2 separate regions of the Mus musculus genome follow, and region 2 is linked to region 1. The links are chromatin contacts, called in public ChIA-PET maps. All regions are on one chromosome and are shown on one strand. The core of a region is the stretch at or near the end of the contact, and the rest is flanking DNA. Distances in the headings are between cores, read along the strand shown.

Region 1 (3,772 bases), core at 780-3,279:
AGGTCAGCAGGAAGGAAACTGAAGTAAGGAAATGGCCGCTGCTCCATCTCATCGGGGGAGGGGCGTCAGCGCGACGAGACGCACAGCCCCCAAAACCATGTCCCTGACGCCTCTGGGGTTGATGGCCCCAGTGTTTATGAAAATGTATATGAAGATGAAGCTGAAACCAAGAGGAACATTAGAAAAGTTGGAACTCCACTAACTTCAATCTCTCTTAGCTGGTGGAAAACTGAGCCCAATTCCCATAAAAAGAGGGAAAGGGGGTGTTAGGAATGGATGGGTGAACTTGAGAGAGCTCTAGGAATTGTTAGTGGAATGAACTGTCTCTTGAAGACCCGACTTGTGATGCATGCTCTTCTGCACCTGCCATCCTCCTTCTTGTGCTTGGCTCCTGGAAGCAGACAGTGCAGTCTACTCCACTCAGCAGCTACAAAGTTTCTTCTCTGACAACCTAAAGCAGCCTAGAGGAAACACCTAGGAGTACTGAGCTCCCAGGCCAGCCACTAGGAGTACTAAGGCCAGGCCAGGCACTCTATAGTGAGACCTGCAGACAGCGAACCTGCTCCTCGTGCAAAGCATAGAACCTTTCAAGCTTCTAAGTGAACTACTCTAAAACAGGCAAGACACCAAGAAATCTTAACTGTCTGAGAAAAACTCCCAACTCCGTCTCAAAAAAGCTTTAAAAAAAGGAAAACCACTTCAAAACAAATGAATACTCAGACAAAAACCTCAACAAGTTTCAACTTGGAAGAAATAAAGACCATAGAGGGAAATGAGAAAGGAGAAATGGAATTATTTCTCAGAAAATCTGCATTAGACCAAAGTTCCTGAAATGGGAAGTCTAATTAACATAGGCATTCTGAAAAATGTTTAAAAAATATGTAAAAAAAAAAAATCAGAATCTAAAGGAAAAGCCCAAGAAGTACAGTGGAAGAAAACTTGACCCTTGACCCTTCTGAAATCAGAGCACTGTGGACCCCCTCCCGCCCCCCGTTAGTCCGTGCCTCTCTAGTCCCAGCTCTTGTGAAAGTAGAGGCCAAAGGACTGAGAACTCAAGGCCAGTGTAGACCACATAGCCAGATAATGTCAGAGAGAGAGAGAGAGAGAGAGAGAGAGAAGGGGGGCTGGGATAGTAATCACAACATATTATAGAGGAAAGACAGCCAATCCAATGCCAGCATGATACTGTGACAGAGGAATGGAGGGGTGGCCACCAACAGGAAAAGCCTTCGTGAGAGCTGGGTGTGGCAGCGCTTGGGAAAGGGAAGGCAGGACTGTCATGACTTTCTAGCCAACCTTGGCTATGTAGCGGGTTCCAAGCAAGCCTGGAATACATAATATACTTTTTTTTTTAAAATTTCACGATGATTTTCTAAACTAATGAAGAGTTTTCCATTTCAAAAGGCCCTGGCTGTGTCCAACACAACAGATAAAATATACCAGGCTCATAAACATGTTGTCATTTCAGAACTCAGAATACAATGGAAAGATCTTTAAATTTGCAAAGAGGTAAAATAGGCTAGATATAAACACTCAAATCTCAAAACTACTTCACATTTCTTGGGGGCCAGGGGGTCACAGGAAGTCAGAAAAAGTGTGAGAAGATAACAGGAGTTTTAGAGTTCTGACTTCAGTTGAAATACCGTTTGAGTTACAGATGTTGAGATTCAAGGACCCCAAATTTGCTTGTATGTGTCAATTTTCATGAAACCAGTGTAGAAAGTCCTTCATCCGAGAAGAACAGAAAGGGAAGCTGATCGGAAGATACATATTGCACACACTCAGAAGGCAAGAGGAATCCCAGAACAACAGTACTTAAAGATGACGTCACACTAGGTCATGTCAAAACCAGAGTTCTGACATCTTAGAGGAGGTGCAGAAAGGATGTAAGAAGATAAGAGTTAGAGGATGAGGGGAGGGAAAAGGATGAAATCCTGAGTCCAGAGGACAGGATGTGGCTGTCGCACACATGAACTTGCAGCCACTGTGGTAACCCACACAGGATCAAGGCCGTCAACATTCTATCGTGGTCAGGGGAGGGGCTCGTGAGTCCTCACCCCTAGCTGAGGAGCCATTGTCAATCGCTGGTCACTGGAGGAGGGTACACGTTTCTTTCCTTTGGGGGTGTGGCTGCTGGTAGGTTGGTAATGGCTCCACACGATACACACATGCACTATTGGACTCGGTGGGTTATGTGGATAAAGAAGAGGCCATGAATGTGGGAGTTGTGTTGGGAGTGCCTGGGGGGGTGGGAAGTAAACATGATCAAGATATGTTGTATACATGTATGCCATTGTCGGATTAGGGGCTGGTGAGATGGCTCAGACAAGCCTGATGACCAGAGTTTTAGACTCTCTCTCTCTCTCTCTCTCTCTCCCTCTCTCTCTCTCTCTCTCTCTCTCTCTCTCTCTCTCTCTCTCCCTCTCTCTCTCTCTCTCCATATATATATATAATCTCCACAGTTCCAGCCTGTAGTGGTTTTGAGCCAGAATGTCCTCCCTAGTCTTGGTATTGGAATACTTGGTACCCAGTTAGTGGTGCTGTTTGTGAGGGTTTGGACATGTGGCCTTGTTTCCTCCGCATCAGTAGTGTCTCTACTTCTCTGATTTAGAGTTGAGAGGGCCTTTTTCTGAGAAAGTCCTCTCTGACAGGCGTTCTTCCTAGAGTTCTTCAAGCAGTTTCTGGGCATTAGCTAATGCCTGCAAGGTCTCTTTGCCTTTTCTATGCTTTTTGGGCTTTGAGGTTTCAAAGGCAGGTGCCACCATCAGTGTGAACTGTCTACTTCCTGCTTGTGATTCAAAGTGTAAGCTCCCAGCTTCCAGCTCCAACCGCCCCTGCTCTCCCATCGTGGACTCCTGTCACTGTGGTGCGATAAACCCAAATAAATTCTGTCTTCTGTCAATGGCCTCGACCGAGGTGCTTTATCAGAGCAATAGAAAAGTAATGAAGACCAGCCTATGCTCACCAGCCTGTGCAAATTCTTCATATGAAGATCAGCTTCAAACACAAGCACGGACTTCTTCAAACCCAGCCAATGTCCCATCACCTAAATCCATAAAGATGGCAAGCCTCACGGGCAGCATGACTGTTCTCACAATGATGCATGCATCCCTGCTCCACTTTCCTGAAATCTATCAGAACTGTGAAACAGACCTGGTCTCAAATATCCTCGCTACAATGTAAACTATCTTTAAAATAACTGTAGAATAAAAGAATGTTGTAAAATACATTTAGAGTTACATATATATGTATGTATGTATATATAATATATTGCATACCTAATATATATTACACACACATACACCACAATACTCTTAGAAATAGTAGGTAACCATACATAAGCTACCTAAAATGTTAAACACATATTCCAAGAGACAGAGTCAGTGATATTAAACACCTTAGTATCAGGGACCCCATCAACATATGTAAAATAATTAACAGTTTTAGTCTATTATTAAGAAGATCAAGTCTTTCAGTGTGCAAACAGGCACTGTCATTTTTAATCTTAAAAATATATTTGTACCTTTAGTATTGGCTAATAGTAGAACTCAAAAAGAAGTTAAACTCACATGATATTTATGCTATATAAATATGAACTCAAAGTTAATTTTATCTTTTTTTCTCAAAAAAATACATTTAATCTGTACATAAAAATATGGGACTCAACTCAACTCATGTGGTCTTAAATTTATGATGGGATGTAAAAATTTTAGTGAGGGAGGAAAAATAAAATATTATTATGTTTAAATTAAGTTTGTAATTCAAAGGAGTC
Region 2 (3,772 bases), core at 357-2,856, 110 kb after region 1:
GCTTTAGCGGTGGGGACTAATTGTATGTGTGTGTTGGGGGGCACTTGTGCATACTAGGCAAGTACTTTATCACTGAGCCCCATCCCAGTCCTAGAACTGTTGAAGAGTACAAGACCTTTCAGTAAGGGATTCAGAGAACAGAACACCATAAACATCCCGTTCTTCTTTGCTGTGAGCCTGGATTTGATGCCAATATCTTTTTCTTCGTTTCTGGAGCTCCCAGATTTTGAGGCTTTTCTCTGATAAATTCTGGGGCAAAATTAAATGTTTTCTTGAAGCAAACAAGTACTTTAGAGCCCCTTTAGGCTCTGGATTGTTGACCATCACTCTTGGATAGAGTCATACCACTGCCATGCTTTATAGATGTGTGGAGTGTCAGGGAGCTGGTTCCTTATGCTCACGGACATCTGTTCATACTAAATCCTTGAAACCCTTCTTTGAGAAACTTCTGACTCCACCAAAGTGCTCAATTCCACCCTCACAAAGGTGGGGTGTGTACTGTCATGGCTATCAGATTCCTTATGGGAATCCATTTCATATTGGTGAGGTGTGAAATATTAAGTACTTTTGTTCTTGCTAAATTGAAAGATTGCATACTCTAGCTCCTAATGGGAAGTATTCCTGTTACAGGCCCTTACGTCTATTTTTCTAACACTACCATGATCATGCCAAGGTTTTTTTTAAAAATTCTTTTCTTTTGTTTTGTTTTTTTGGTGTATCTTGTCTTATTCCTTTACCTCCAGATGACCCGTATCTTTGTTTAGAATGTGCTTCTTGAAAAGAGTATAGAGGTGCTTCTGGCTCCTCTCCAGTCTCCCATCTCCAAATTTAAACCATGTTATTAACTACTTACCTTTAGTATGGTTTTTGGTACCATTAGGCTTGAATCTGGGACCTTATTGTTTGAATTTCTTAGTTTTATTAGCCCCCCCCCCCGCTGGATTTAAAAAATGATTAGATTTTTCTTTGTCTTATTGGCTTTTAGTTTAGTGGTAGTGACAGTTTATAGTTTCTCTCTGTCTCTGTCTTTCTGTCTTTCTGTCTTTGTCTCTGTCTCTGTCTCTCTCTCTCTCTGTGTGTGTAGACTAGGCTGGCCATGCTTAGAATGGAACTTGCTGTCTCTGCCTCCCCAGTGTTGTGTTAACAAATACAAACCACTTTGCTGGACTTTTTGAGTGTAGGTCATAGGGGTTGAACTCTGGTCATTAGGCTCGATGGCACAAGTGCTTTTAACCTGCAGAGACATTTCACTGGCTCCCAGACAACTTCTTTATTACTCTTGCACATTGCTGTCATATGTCTAGGTGAGCTCATTACCAATGGATGACTGACGTTTGTTTGTTCATCATTCAACAATATGTAACTGCAAGTTGTAGCTGTTAGGGTCTACATAAAATATTAAGGCCTAGATGGAATGTTAAAGCCTAGGTAAAATGTTAAGGCCTAGGTAACAGTGACCTGGCGAGTCTGCCATTATACAGAAACTTTCTCTTATGTTTCTGCTGTTACTAGGAAACTTTCTATGCCAAGATTGACTATATTTTCTGTTACGTTCTGTGCCCTTGGAAACCAATCATGATAGATGTCAGAACTGTTTTGCATAGTTACCCACAATAAGCTTTGACAGGAACCAACCACCCAACCCACTTCCTGCACCTATGTATAAGTTTTTATGGTATTTGTCTTTATAAGCTGCCTCTGGGATGAATCCCAACATAAGATAGACATGTGCACCAATAAAATAAATTATTTGGACTAAGACTTCCAGTTTGAGTAGTGACAGAGTAAAGTGAAGTGAAGACTTCTGGTTTCTTTGGAAAGTCAGTTATGTCAAATGATGTTTTGCTGGGGCACACAGGTAAAAACAGACACATGAAAGGACACATGATGTTTAGAAGGAATATAATACAACCCAACAGGCAGTGGTGATGCTGGGTGGTGTTGGTATGCTTTACCATTGTTTATTGGTCACTGTTTGTCATGTCTCCACCAAGAGAAACAGACCAAAAAACTTCTGGTGGTGGTCTGGCAGCTTCTTGCTGCTTCCAAGGACTCAGGCCAATTGGCAAACTGAAGTGAAAGTTTCTGGTTATGTCAGCTGATACAGACTCACTTGGAGTTTTACTAAGGCAAACTCATCAGAAGTTTTGCTGAGGCAAGACCCATGGGAAGTAAGACCTGTGGGAGGACATGTGATGTTCAGAAGGAGTATAAATAGGACTCAATGGAGAGATTGCATAGCTAGCTTTGCAGTGCTTCGTTGATCTCGAGGCTTCATCTTCACTTCATTGAGAGCATGGCAGAGAACTTTTCCTGGTGTCCCTGCTGGTCCTGATCAATCTTGCTGACTTGTGCTAATTTGGTGGAGGCCTGGCTGTTTCTGCTAGGCCATGTCACCATTGCTACTGGTATCCTGACAATTAGAGATTGAAATAGCCGCACGGAACTACTACTAACCAGCAGGCATCAGAACCTTGCTGCTGCTTCTGGATCAAGCAGCCATTGCTGATTTGTGTGAACTGAACTGCTGAGATCCTGGCAATGGAAACTACTTCTAAACAGGTCCATTTCCCCCTGGAAGGTGGGTGGTGGGCTAGAATGGAAGTTAAAGCATTTAGGAACCCTTATTAAAAATAGGGTTTGAAAAAAAAATTAAGCTTACAGTAAGTTTAAGTTCCCAAGACCTCCGTTGGAACTGACATTCTACTTGGTAGAAAAAGACATGTTTGTAGGTAACTAACATCCTGGTTAGATGAGGCAAGTCCCCTGCCACAGTTGAATACCCCAACCAATAGAAACGGGATCAATGCACGACAAAGACATGTTTCTAAGGGAATTCCCTATCCCCAAATCCTGATTGGTGGAATAACATGGCACAGATGTTTGTGGATTTTAGGTATAAAAGCCCTGTAGAATCAAAGTCGTGGTTCAGTTCGTGAATCTGGACCATAGCCCTGGTCAACTGGTCCTGGGGTATATGCTCAATAAACTATCCTTGTGTTACTAAGATCAGTGTCTGTGTGGTTGGTTGTAATGTGATTTCTGGACCCCAACATCAGCGACTCCCTTAAGCACATCCTACCAAATAGTCCAAATTCAGCTACCCTTTAGCTAGACTCCCAAGCTGACCAGTGCTTTTCCAAAACAGCTCTGCTCTTCTCAATCATGGCCACTCTTTCTGTGCTGGGGTGGGTTGTCGGGTGTGTGTGTGTGTGTGTGTGTGTGTGTGTGTGTGTGTGTGTGTGTGTGTTTGGTCGTGGTGGTCGTGGTGGTGGATAGTGGATAGTGCTTGCCCAGCTGCATTCCAGACCCAATAATGACAATAGAATTTGTCTCCACTCTGTAGCTCTCAGGTGCTTTGAGCCTCCCCTGTGCTCATTCTGGCAATTAGGTCATTTTTCCATCCTCTTAAAAAGAGAAAAACTCCACAGAGTACTTTCCCATTCCAGTGTGCTCCTGGAGAAGAGAATGGGATGGTGGTCTCCACCTAAGTTCTTAGATGGGAGTTTGGTAAAGAAGAGAAAGGCCCCTGGCTCACAGCAAGTTGACTGCTTTTGCTAAACAATGGTCAAGCCCGAAGGAAAGTTCTGGCATTTCACTTAGCCTCCATGTGTGTCAGTGCCCTTGTTGTTTGATGGAGATGTTAATGCTGGCCCACAAAGCTTCTGTAAGGATCAATCATGTTAAGCAGTTGAAGAGTTCCTGGCACACATGCACAGTCTGCGTAATGGCACTTATTACAGCCATTATTATCCGTTTTAGATCCTGGAGT

The links. ChIA-PET counts read pairs in DNA pulled down with a chosen protein or histone mark.
Region 2: a contact with region 1 is called in an RNA polymerase II ChIA-PET map of memory CD8 T cells, with 27 read pairs. The contact joins two enhancer-like sites. A contact is called at or near these places in 1 of 15 datasets of contacts at CTCF or cohesin (pro-B cells), 7 of 484 Hi-C or Micro-C datasets (the HL-1 cell line, the HPC-7 cell line, brown adipocytes and 2 more) and 1 of 115 datasets of contacts at active chromatin or transcription factors (memory CD8 T cells).

The regions. Positions count from the first base shown.
Region 1 is chr14:49,113,767-49,117,538 of GRCm38.p6, forward strand. No RefSeq gene overlaps it. Among named protein-coding and RNA genes, the nearest start is that of Exoc5, 49 kb to the left of the region's middle. Within about 2 kb of position 2,030, at least 5 of the 459 cell types and tissues checked have an H3K27ac peak or open chromatin away from gene starts, as enhancers often do. A contact at or near this core is called in memory CD8 T cells, where this site is marked.
Region 2 is chr14:49,220,360-49,224,131 of GRCm38.p6, forward strand. No RefSeq gene overlaps it. Among named protein-coding and RNA genes, the nearest start is that of ccdc198, 23 kb to the right of the region's middle. Within about 2 kb of position 1,607, at least 26 of the 459 cell types and tissues checked have an H3K27ac peak or open chromatin away from gene starts, as enhancers often do. A contact at or near this core is called in memory CD8 T cells, where this site is marked.